2 separate regions of the Mus musculus genome follow, and region 2 is linked to region 1. Evidence: chromatin contacts called from public promoter capture Hi-C data. All regions are on one chromosome and are shown on one strand. Each heading gives the region's core, a stretch centred on a gene start, on an enhancer-like site or on the middle of the called end of the contact. The rest is flanking DNA. Distances are from core to core; before and after follow the strand shown. Region 1 holds the start of Zfp113 (zinc finger protein 113). Region 2 holds the start of Pdap1 (PDGFA associated protein 1).

Evidence for each region. Capture Hi-C pulls out chosen DNA fragments and counts their contacts.
Region 2: a contact with region 1 is called in a promoter capture Hi-C map of liver. The contact joins the promoter of Pdap1 here to the promoter of Zfp113 in region 1. A contact is called at or near these places in 1 of 39 promoter capture datasets (cranial neural crest), 1 of 484 Hi-C or Micro-C datasets (CD4 T cells) and 1 of 9 other capture datasets (liver).

Annotation. Positions count from the first base shown.
Region 1 is chr5:138,152,564-138,158,858 of GRCm38.p6, reverse strand. Zfp113 (zinc finger protein 113) reads left to right here and starts at 3,115. Exons shown (of 5, transcript NM_019747.4): 1 at 3,115-3,229; 2 at 5,890-6,014. The coding sequence starts at 5,960.
Region 2 is chr5:145,136,603-145,142,897 of GRCm38.p6, reverse strand. Pdap1 (PDGFA associated protein 1) reads left to right here and starts at 2,873. Exons shown (of 6, transcript NM_001033313.4): 1 at 2,873-2,931; 2 at 5,905-5,996. The coding sequence starts at 2,919. Bud31 (BUD31 homolog) reads right to left here and starts at 2,522. Exons shown (of 6, transcript NM_001310771.1): 1 at 2,456-2,522; 2 at 1,462-1,593; 3 at 331-450. The coding sequence starts at 424.

The DNA of each region.
Region 1 (6,295 bases), core at 1,866-4,365:
GGGAAAGGCCCCTTGTGGGTGGGACCATCTCTGGGCTGGAAGTCTTGGGTTCTATAAGAGAGCAGGCTGAGCAAGCCAGGAGAAGCAAGCCAGTAAAGAACATCCCTCCATGGCCTCTGCATCGGCTCCTGCTTCCTGACCTGCTTGAGTTCCAGTCCTGACCTCCTTTGGTGATGAACAGCAATGTGGAAGTGTAAGCTGAATAAACCCTTTCCTCCCCAACTTACTTCTTGGTCATGATGTTTGTGCAGGAATAGAAACCCTGACTAAGACACCCTGCCTCGAAAAACAAAACAAGCTGGGTGTGGTGGGGCACACCTTTAATCCCAGCACTTGGGAGGCAGAGGCAGGAGGATTTCTGAGTTCGAGGCCAGCCTAGTCTACAGAGTGAGTTCCAGGACAGCCAGGGCTACACAGAGAAACCCTGTCTCGAAAAACAAACAAACAAACAAACAAACAAACAAACAAAACGAATGAAAGAAAGAAAAACAAAACAATAATAGTGTATAGAAGAACACCTTTGTTTTTTACTCTATTTTGAGTGTGTAAGTGTGTGTGTATGTGTGTGTATAATGTGCATACCCCAGCATAGGTCAGAGGACAGCTAGAGTTTCAGAATGATACCCTGTTTAATTAATTAATTGACTAAGTAAAAGAGTCTATTGGAACATGTTAGGCTTGGGCTTAGGACTAGTCAGGCTATACTGACTTGCAGAGCCTCTTTCTTCATCCTCACAGCTTCTGCAAAAAATAAAAAATAAACTCTGACCAGTCTGCAATCCTCACTTCCCCTAAGGCGGTGCACCAAACCCCAGCAATCGGCGGTTACAGGCGGCACATCTCATATGATAGACACGCATTAGCTAAAGAAACAAACTTTTCCTCTTTCCCTTGGAGCTAGAGTCATAGGTGGTTGTGAGTGTACAGACATGGGTACTGGGAAATGAACTCCAGTCCTGGAATAAGAGTGCGTGCCTCTATCGTGTACTATTGACTAGTCATTCATGACATGGAATGGGGTTACCTACCTCTCTAAAACCTGTAAGATGCAATAGTACTCCTTACTCCTGTTAGTCTCCCGGCCTGAAATCTCTTCACAACTTCCAGCACAATCTCTGTAGCATTAATAATGCTTAAAATAAATTGTTTACCCCCAAACCACAATATGTCTCAGGGTACCTCTTGAACCCCAAATGTGAGCCTTTATAGGAAGCTCATTTTAAATATGTGTTTGTTAATTATTATCATTTGTTTTGAGACCGAGTTTTAGTGTGCAATTGAGGCTGGCCTCAAACTTTTGACTATCTTTCTGTTTCAGGCTCTAAAGTACTGCAATTACAGATGTGTACCCCACGTCAGGCTCGTAAGTGCAGAATCACTTATGTGTCTCATGTAGCCCAAGCTGGCTTTGAACTCAGTATGTACTGAAGAACGAACTTGAGTCCTTGATCTTCCTGCCACCACCTCCCAAATGCTAGGAATACAGTACTGTACCATATTGTCTGGTTTATGCACCATTGGGGATGGGGACCCAGGGCTTCAGCCAGGCTAGTCAAGCAATCTAAAAGCAAAGCTGTGGGCTGGAGAGATGGCTCAGTGGTTAAGAGCACTGACTGCTCTTTCGAAGATCCTGAGTTCAAATCCCAGCAACCACATGGTGGCTCACAACCATCTGTAATGAGATCTGACGCCCTCTTCTGGGGCATCTGAAGACAGCTACAGTGTACTTAGATATAATAATAATAATAAGTAAATCTTTAAAAAAAAAAAAAGTACTGGCTGCTCTTCCAGAGGACCCAGATTCCATGCACTCATATGGCCACTCATTACCGTAACTCCAGTTCCAGAAGATGTGATGGCTTCATCTGACCTATATCTGAATCAGGTGTGTGTGTATGTGTGTGTGTATGCAGGAGAAAAACACTCATTAAAATACTAAATCTTCAAATAAATATTAAATCTATTAAAATAATTTTTTGTCTTGCTTTTTTTGAGACAGGGTTTCTCTATGTAGCCCTGGCTGTCTGGAACTCACTCTGTGACCAGCCTGGCCTCGAACTCAGAAATCTACCTGCCTCTGTCTCCCAAGTGCTGGGATTAAAGGCGTGCACCACCACTGCCTGGTTAAAATAAATCTTTTAAAAACTGAGTGCTGAGTGCTTTAAAAAAAAACCCATGGTGCTATTTTGGATATAATATCATTAGCACCAACATAAATTCCAAATTTTAAAAATATAACTATTATACTTATCAAGCAGTGGAGAAATCATGTTAAAAAGGTAATCCTTTTTTCTACTATAAGAAGTTTTGAAATAAAATATTTTCTTAATTAGTGAGAATGTTCAAAATAATTAAAGAAAAATTGATGAGTAAAAAAAAAAAAACAAAAAAACAAAAAAAAAAAAAAAACAAAAACGGGGGCTGGAGACATGGCTCAGTGGTTAAGAGCACTGACTGCTCTTCCGGAGGTCCTGTGTTCAAATCCCAGCAACCACATGGTGGCTCAAAACCATCTGTAACAAGACCTGACTCCCTCTTCTGGTATCTGAAGACAGCTACAGTGTACTTACATATAATAAATAAAATAAATCTTAAAAAAAAAAAAACCAGAAAAACAAAACAAAAACCAAAACCCATGGTGCACTTTTATTTATTTATTTTTTTGTTTGTTTGTTTTGTTTTGTATCATAGGCCAGGCTGGCCTCACAGAGATCTGCCTGACTGTGCTTCCCCAGCGCTGGGATTAAAGGCGTGCGCCATCACGACCAGCCAATGGTGCACATTTATATTAAAGGATTCTTCAAGTTTCATATATTTGCTATGGAGGTGATGGTGTACTCTCTCTCTTGCTATGGAGGTGATGGTGTACTCTCTCTCTCAGAGCCACTAGAACTTGTGCCCTGAATTTCCTGGACCTCCAACTTCTTCAGCTTACGCATCGTCCCTTCCCAACCTGGCCAGCAAGTGGCGCAGTCTGGTGCCCTTGTTTCCCAGCACCATCGAGAACAGCACCATCAGCGTACCATCGAGAGATGAAGACCTCCCATTTTCCTAGAGAGAGCAAGTGGGCATTTGTTGTCCTGGGTGGTGAGAAAGGACGACCCGGAAACGATATGGGGAGGGGCAGTTTCCGTTCTTTGTTCTGTTCTCCGTTGTGTGGGTCTGTAACAGGGTCCAACAGGACCTGTTTCGTGTCCGGCCCCCTAAGTCTTACGTCCCTGTCCCCAGGGTGAGTGGGGCCATCTCCCGGACTCGCGGTGAGGTGGAAGTTGTGGTCTCCGGGGAAGGGGGTTGGTGTTCACACGTCCGCGGCCCGCCGGGGTTCTGGGCCCACCTTCCTCCTGCAGTCGCTGTCCAGCTCCGCAACCCTAGCTGCAGGCGCGCAGCGTGATCCCGGGTGTCGCGTAATGGGACTCCGGGTCTGCTTTTGTGTCTCTTACCGTCCCCAGCCCCAGTGTTTAAAATTCCTAGCGTCGCTACGGAGGTCTCCCTCTCTTTAAAACAACTGATGACAGATTGCCACCCTAACTTGGTACTCTCAGCACACCGATTTCTGTGTGAGGGCAGGAGAAGGAAGTTTTTCCTTAATTGGATCGGAAAACCAGACAGTAGTTCTGGGTCGCAGTGAGAACTAGGGCTTGGGAGGAGGTGCGAACTCGGGTCCTCCGTAACCTCACCAAGATCTCATGTCCTATGGCTATGAATAGGGTTTTTTTGTTTTGTTTTTTGTTTTTTTTTTTAAGCTTACTGACTGATACCTTTTCGTGGACATGCTGGGGCCGGCTCCCTGCAGAAGTGGCCGAGTATGTCCAGTGCATTAGCTGGCTAAAACATTGAGAACCTAGTTGAACACAGAGAACCTTAGTCCATTTCAGCTCTCTTAGGGTGTACTGAAAAGACAGTATGTGATGGTCTTTGCTGGTAGTTCCTAGCACATTCCTTTACCCTCCGTACTTCTTAAGTACCTATATTAGACATAAACTGAACCCGATTTCCCCATTTTGACCCCTTAATCATACAGAACTGGTAGAACCTAAAACAGAAATTCTCAACCTTCCTCATGCTATGACCTTTTAATGCAGTTTCTCATGTGATGACCCCCAACCGTAAAGTTATTATTGTCACTACTTCATAACCGTATTTTTTTTGCTACTGATAAGAACAGTAATGTAAATATCTGTGTTTTCCAATAGTCTTAGGTAACCCCTGTGAAAGAGTCATTCAACTTTCAAAGGGGTCACGACCTACAAGTTTGAGAAACAATGACCTAATGTGAATTTCCAGGAATTAGCCAAATTGGCTTGCTCACATCTAATCCCAGCACAGAGGCAAATGAAGCAAGGCCAACTTGTCCTATACAGTGAATTCCAAGCTAGTCTGGGCTATAGCCTGATTCTTACCCAATAAAGAAAGACCAAACCAAACAAACAAAAACCTCAGAACTGCACAAAAGGTGCTAAGTTTCCAGTCATCGCTACCTTAATCCTATAGTGAGTTACTCCAAAGAAAGAGGAAAGGATCCAGGAGGCGAAGCCTCTCTTGACCTGTGCTTACAGCCAGGTGGTCTTTAATCCCAGCACTCGGGAGGCAGAGGCAGGCAGATTTCTGAGTTCGAGGCCATCCTGGTCTACAAAGTGAGTTCCAGGACGGCCAGGGCTATACAGAGAAACCCTGTCTCCAAAAAACCAAAAAAAACCCCAAATCAACAGGGCAAGAGAAAGGCCCTGCCCACACCTGGATGGTTTTACTCTGTAGTTTGTTGTTTTCGAGACAGCTCTCTCTCCCCGTAGCCCTGGCTGTCCTTGAACTCTCTATGCACACTAGGCAGGCTTTAAACTCTGATCTGTCTACTTCTCTGCCTAAGTGCTGGGATCGAAGGCGTGCATCATCATGCCCAGCTTTTAAGCTGTGTGTGTGCATGCCTGTTTCTCTGAGGTAGAGACTAAGTTGGCACCATCCTGTCTCAGCCTCGTAGGTGATAGAATTTCAGGCCTGTGCCACCTATGCCAAGTGGTTCACCTTTTTTGTTGTTGTTTCAAGACAATTTTTCTCTGTAGCCCTGGCTGTCCTGGAACCTCTGTAGACCAGGGTGGCCTCCAACTTACTGCCTGCCTCTGCCTCCCGAGTGCTGAGGTTAAAGGTGTGCAGCACTACCACCCAGCAAAATATTTTAACGGTATACTTTTTTAAAAATTTATTTATTTTTTAAAATTTTAAATGTATAGGTGAATTGCCTGCATGTATGTCTGTCCACCACTTGCATGCTGTGCCTGGTGCCTGAGAGGCCAGACGAGGATATCATGTGGTTGCTGGGAATGAAACTTTGTTCCTCTGGAAGTACAGCCAGTACTCTAAACCACTGAGCCATGTCTCCAGTCCTTTTGCATAACCTTTTTGTTGTTGTTGTTTGTTGTTTTTTCCAGATGTTGTAAGTTGCAATGTAGGTGCTAGGAATTGAACCTGGGTCTCCAGGAAGGGCACCAAGTATTCTTAACCACTGAGACACCCATCCCTTGAGTCCCAAGGCAAAGTTTCTTATAACATAGGTTGGCTTTGAACTGATCCTCCTGCCCACCTCCCTAGTACTGGGATTACAGGTGTAAGACATCATACTGGGCTCTGGGTCAGTCATTTCATTCTGTGGAGTGATAGCCACCTCATTGTTAACACATTTTACTCAAAATGTTGTGTGGGTGGTGAAAATTTGGAAGTCTGGATTTCTTGTATGGTTTCGTCTTATTACCGGGAGGAAGTGCCATTATTCACGGGGATCTAAAATAGTAGTCTCATGTGTTTCCTCTCGCTGATCCTGGGTATGGAAGTGCAGGGCCCTCTTTATGAAATCAGGAGGCATTTTTAAAACTCAGTTTTGATCTCTTGCTTCTGCAGTCCTTCAAAACCTGCTGCTTGCTGAGTCTACAGCTAGCCGACCAGTGACCAGAGCATTTCCCCCTCGCCCATGGAAACCCAGGCAGACCATGCATCTCAGGCACCTCTGCCCCTGTTAGAGAGCGGTAAGGCATGGGACTGGGCTCGGGGGCATTCTCATCTCTTCCCGTTGTTTACTTGTTTGTGTTTTGTTTTCCTTTGAGCCAGGGTCTCACTTTGTTGCCATGGCTGGCCAGAGACTCATTATGTACACTAGGATGATCTGAATGTCAAAGAGATCTGCCTGCTGTGTTTCCTGAGTGCTAGGATTAAAGGTGTGGGCCAGCACACTTGGTTTGCTTGTTTGAGTTTTGAGACAGAGGCTCACTATATAGCCCAGGCTGGCCTTGAATTTTCTAGGTCCTTG
Region 2 (6,295 bases), core at 1,624-4,123, 7.0 Mb before region 1:
GCCGGTCTATACAGTGAGTTCCAGGATAGCCAGAACTATGTCTGCTGGAGACCCCGTTTCCAGCCAACACTAAAAGTAGCACAGACCCCCCGATCTTTCACAAATACACTAATAATGAAACAACAACAGACCTTTTTGGGGAGAGGTATGATAGCCTCATTAATGTTACTTTACTCTTCAGAACCTTCAAAACACTCTGAGCTGATAGAAAAAACATGACCAGTTTGCTACAAGCCTCTTCTCGGTGTTTTTTTCTTTCTTTCTTTCTATCCTTGGAGACGCTGAGCCTTGATACTGTCCAGCATACCCAGGCAGAAAGACCCCACTCACCTTCTCTCATCTTTTGATCTAGTTCATCCAACGTTGGTTCAATCAACTCCCAGCCATCTGGAGGTGCTTTCCGGCTTCTTTTGACCTTGGGCATTTCCCAGCAAGATAGCTTATAAAGATCTACAAGAAAATCAACTGCTTTCTGAGCCTCAGGTTGCCAAAGGGCTTTGACAGCCATTCCCCTGCTCCTCTAGATGTCAAGCTCAGAGAGTAAAATGTATGTTATGTCCTTAAGTAACCATGCATTGCCTCTGCCCCGTTTCAGACCCAAGCAGGTGTCTCCGTATCCTCCCCAGACTCTTCTCTGGGCATGAGCTGTTCCCCCACCCTCAACACACACACTCTACACCAGAGGAATAGGAACAGCAAAACAGCCCAAGAATAAAACACTTGAGGCCTTGCTTGAGATCTACTGGAAGGGATGGATCTATTGTTTATCTCATGCTATAAAAGCGTCTAGGGTAGAAAAGAGAAGCCAGAACTGTCAGAACTTCAGCCTCGGGAAGCTCACTTCAATCAGGAGCTCTGACTGACTGCTTCAGTTTCCTCACTCAGCTTCTGCGGGAGCTGTGAGTAACGGTCGATGGTGTCATCCCTACTTGGGACCGTTTACTCTTTTGCTTGGAAGCCGAATCTGAGATATCTCTATATTATATCCAGAACCCTATTGGGCGCTTCAGCTGGATGCCTTAAAGTGGCTTCCCTAACTGATTTCTGCTGGGTACTTTCTTATCTCTATCCTTCCTTCCCGAGTCTCTCTAGCTATTTTTTCCTTTGCTTTGGATTGCTGTCTACCACTCATGAGAAAAACATATGTCCATGGTAGATCATTCTCCAGAAGGCCCAGAACAGCTACTCAGCTTCCCTAGAAGGGAACTGTGACACACACGCATTCTCCAAGCATGTGTGAGGTGGGGCCAGAAGGATTGAGAGTTCAAGGCCAGTTTTGGGTATATGGTGAGCTTGTGCCCAATCTAGACTACATAAGACCCTGTCAAGAAATAAAGAAAAGAAAGGAAGAAAGAGGAAGGAAGACAGACAGTAAGAGGGAGAGAGAGAGAAATAGAGAAGGCAAGAGAGAAAGACAGAGAAAGGAAAGAAGGAAGGAAGGAAAGAAGGAATGCACAATACCTTTGGGTATTGAGAGTAATATAAAAAAAATTCTTGGTCTTCACAGTTACAAAGCTGTGTTCTTGTCCAGATTTACCAACTATTCTGTGACTCTGGGGGAGATCACTTTTCTTCTGCAGTCTTCTGTCTCATCTGTAGAATAAAAGCAGTAGATTACACACGTTAAATAGCCGCCAAAAATCTCTCTTTTTAGAACAACAAAGCAGGCCAGTCAAAATCTAAATAGAAACGCTGTTTTCTTCTTCTTCCGATTGCATAAAGCTTTCTAGCTGGCAAAGAGTAACCTATCAGCATAACAGACTCATCTGCTCAAAACTGTCTTTAGTCCCATCCACTGTATGGTGACTGACACTTTACAATCCCCTATTCCCACACCCCTTCTTAACAATTTAATAAATTAAGAATAAAACTCTTAAGACGTGGACTCAGGGTCACATTGCTGACAACCAGTGAGTCTAACAGATTAGAGGCTCCTGACTTCCCCATCAGTGGTCTTTGCTCTGGTTTTTCCAGCGCTTACGTTAAAAGATAGATTGACTCTGAGCCCTTCCCAGGGCGCACAGCCTGATTAGAGAATCACTTTCTCCTGACCTAGGAGGACTCAACCCGAGAGGCTCTCGGGGCCGGGGAGAGGTAAAACGAAGAGGCGATCGGATCAGGAGGAAAGAGGTGTTGTGTTGGGCTGTTTACAGACGTAGAAGAGCGGGAAAAGGGGTGAACAAGAGCGAAGTTACGGAAGGGACAGTGGCAGAAAACTCAAGAGCAGCATCTGAGAAAAAAAGCGGTGTTTAGACAGAAAACGGTCCCGGAAGAGAAAACGACGTGGGAAAAAAACACACACGCAGAGAGAGAAAGAGCGAGCCCCAAGTTTACCATCCCCTGTGCAAGTCATCGGAGACTCCAGCCTCTGCCGCATAAGCAGCTCACACAGCTCTCCTGCCCGTAACCATTGCCAAAGATACGGTACTCGAGAACCGAGCAGAGAAACACTCACCGGAAACTCAAGCACCTAAGGCCGCTGCTTCTTTATTGACGGCTTCCGCTCCGGCGACAAACTCTTCAGAATAAGGCCCTCGCGGGGCCCCGCCCACCTCGCGCGGAGATTGCGTCATCTTAGGTGTCCCTGGCGCTGCCTTTGTAGAATTCCGTAAACCGTACGGCCCTTTTCCTCTCACTTCCTGTAGGGGTGGCCCACACGGCTACGTGTCTCCTCGGACAGGGACACCGGGGAACGCGGATTCCTGGCAGTACATATTCTGGTCAGGAATTCAGGCACCTCCCAAGACAGCCCGGCCTCGGTGTGAGGTCCCAGATCCTCGCAGCCGTGGCGGCGGTGGCGGCGTCAGTGGCGCGCGGAGAGGGAACCAAGCCGGGCGGAAGAAGTCGATTCCAAGGAGTTTCCGGTTCCGGTGTCAGTTCGAGGCGCCGCCGCCGCCGCTGCAGCCGCCGGAGCCGAGATGCCTAAAGGAGGTGAGGGGGTGGGCGCGCGTGGTTCGCGTGGCTTCTCTAGTGGCGGCCGTAGGCGGGCTGCCGCGGACCCCTCAGCCCGCGGGTCTGGGGCCTCTAAGAGATCCGCGCTGAAGGAGGCCATCCCCGTCGCCTCCCAGCCATGCGTGGGCCTCGACGCTCAATTGTCCTGCCTGGGAAGCCGAGGACCACAGTGGTTGAGGGCCTCTCCGTCGGGGATTTTTGAGGAGACTCACGGGTGCTGGGTCCTTGTCCTTGAGGAGAGCAGGACCCAGGAGTCTCGGCCAAGCCTCCGGAGCATCTGAAGTTTGTCCTCCCATTTGGCTGGCCGGAGACTGAGTCACCGCGTCCCGCGCTGGTGCGGTGCCTGGCTGCCTCGAGCATAAAATGTGGCTTTTGTGGAGCTTTTGAGGAGCCACGCCTGCCTCATAATAAGACCTTGACTTGATGATGTGGGACCTGGCTCTGATTCTCTCCTTGCACCGTAGCCACTAAGGATGTGCTTCTGAGCCAGTCGCCTAACTTCTTTGTGTCCCGGTTTTGTCGTTTCCAAAAAGGGGGTTGGGGTGGGGGACATTGATTATATTTTCCTCCTGTTATGAGAGAGGCATAAACTAGGTAGCCCACGTACTCAGCCCAGTGCCCCGCAGCCCCTAAATGTTCAGCTATTACTGTGTGTAGAGACCAAGAAAACAAGTGTTTCCCATCGTACATTGGTTTCACCCCTTAGAATCAGGGGTTTGAATACCAGATATATCACATCTTAAGTCTGTGGCCTCAAACAAAACTTTTCCAGTTCGTTTTCTTCATCTGAACTACAGGGGTATTAATAAGGCTTAGTTGGATGAGTAGGAGACAGGCGGACAGGAGTTACGGTGGCAGAATAAATCGCTCTAAGGGCCTGGCTAGCTCCCAGCACAGAACAGATGTTCAGTAAATGTTGGCAGCTCACGTGTTAAGCCAGTTAATGCAGTGAGCCCACAGGAACATCTGCCTGGAGATTTTCAAGCTTAAATTGCTTCCTGTCAATATTCAGATATTAGGCTCTACAGGGCCAAGTGTGTCTAAATCTAGTTCTCTGCTGATTTATCCTGCGTCTAGAGGAGCACTGTCTTTGTTTCACAGTCTCATCTTTAAAAGGCAAAGGAACTTTTTTCAGCTCCTGACTCCAAGGTTGAGAATTACAGTTCGGCAGTCTTGAATATGAAATCATGGCTAATGGACTTAGTCTTGATTTCTGGGAAGCTTTGCAGGCAGATAAACAAAGCTTGTTTCCTTGCTTGGGCTAACATGAGAAAACAGTGATTAAAAACTATTTTAAAAAATCCCCCAGGAGCAAAGGACCAATTCTGTTTTCAGTATACTGTGAATTATTTTTTTAAAGCATCTTGAAAGAGCCTCAGTAAAACAAACAAACTAAGATCACGAAAGGGTGTTGCTTTTTTTGTTTGTTTGGCTGGTTGGTTGGTTGGTTTTTTGTTTTGTTTGTTTTTAATGGTAAAGCTTGGTATCTCACAATAGGCCTTTCATGAGCATACCTAGATACACCCCTGGGAACTCAGGTTGTCATTAAAAATGGGCGGTGTAGGCTGTTGGCAGCTCAATTACAGCTCTGCAGCTGCTGTCTAGGAAGTCACTGTGTCTCTGCAGTGGTCTCCGGAGCTTGCAACAGTTCTAGCTGTCTAATCATAGATTCTCTACTCATAGCAAGGGGTCTGCAGAAATCAAGAAAGGGCCTGTTTGGCAATAGAGGCCACAGTCACACCTGCATCGAGATGCCAAAGGCTTGCAACCCAGCTGTGAGACTAGCTTTAGCAGGGATTGGTCTAGTCGTCCGGCTAGCACATGAGGGTATGGCACTGATCCTCGTAGCTGAATTGTCTCTGACAGTCCTGATCAGTGTTAGACTGCTGTTGAGTCAGTCTATCTTTAATTTTGCCAGTTTAGTTGTTTTATGTGAGATTTGTATGTGTGTTTTGTTTTTTTGTCCATGTGTGTACAAGTGTACCATGCGTGCAGAGCCCACAGAGGTCGGGAGAGGGCTTTAGATCACCCAGGAACTGGAGTGATTCTGAGCTGCCCTGTAGGTGCTGGGAACCAACTAGGGCTATATGAAAGAACAGCAAACGTTCCTAACTGCTGAGCCGTTTCTCCAGCTCTATTTGCTAGTTTAATTCTGAATACAGAGTTTCTGTTGGTCGATGTAGCACCAAGATAAGCATGGAGTATGTCATTCTCCTGCTGCCACTGGCAGTTGTGTGCTCAGGAGCCATGCTGACTTAGGTTTTACTGCCAGCCAGTGTGTTAGCATTAACAGGTTAACAGACGCTGTGTGTTGCTCCTCCAATGCCAGGCACCATTCTGGTTGCTTTACCAATGGTGTCCACCCTACTTCCATGGCAGCCTTGTGGGGAAAAGGAAACTGGGGAAAAGGAGGCTCTGGGAAGGCACACACAGAGACACAGATGTAGGAAATGGTACAACTCAGATTGGAACCTAGAGCTTTAGACTCCCGAATTCTTCCTCTTTTACACATTGTTTGACGTTAAGTCTCCTCGTCTGTGGTACAAAGCCAGCAGTGGCTCTTGTGCTGTACCTTTGCTCTTTAGAACACTACTCCATATGTAGACCAGGCTGGCCTGGAACTCAAGAGATCCATAGCTTGCCAGCCTCTGTGGTCTCAAATGCTGGAATTAAAGATGCCCAGCTGTGTTTGGATTTTAAGCAAACAGGATTCAGTCAGACTGTATCTCCCTCTCCTCACCTTAGGTCTTGTTCTTAGGAACCTACATCGGGCAGTCTGTGCATCGGGTGTCATAAGCCGCTGCTTTTGTTCTTTGAGATCACTGTAGGTTTGGGTGGTACTTGGTGAAGGTAGGTGAGGTTCCCTTGGGCTGAACAGGACAGCCTTTTGGGAGTCTGTGTAGTGAAGGCTGACGTCTCTCTCACCTTCCTAAACTACTGATCTTTGTGCAGGTAGAAAGGGAGGCCACAAAGGCCGAGTGAGGCAGTATACGAGCCCGGAGGAGATCGATGCCCAGCTACAGGCTGAGAAGCAGAAGGCCAACGTGAGTACATGTCTGTCTGCTCCAGTGGTCCAGTATGTTGCCTTGTTCTGGCTTTTGGGGAGAACAGGAAAGGACTACTGTTCTCCAAGAGACATCACACATGAGGGTGGGAAGGACACCAGATGGCAGGTGTGAGCCCTGGAGCAGCCAGTCACAGTCACAGAAAGGTGGTCCTATGATTGGACCAACAAGAAAGGACTTTGCCCATTTTGCAGGAGCTGTTTGGTGGTCTCCACTCGTGGTCCTGTTTGCCTGCCTTCTAGAGGCCCTCTCTCTACCAGCTGCTGTCCATCTACAGC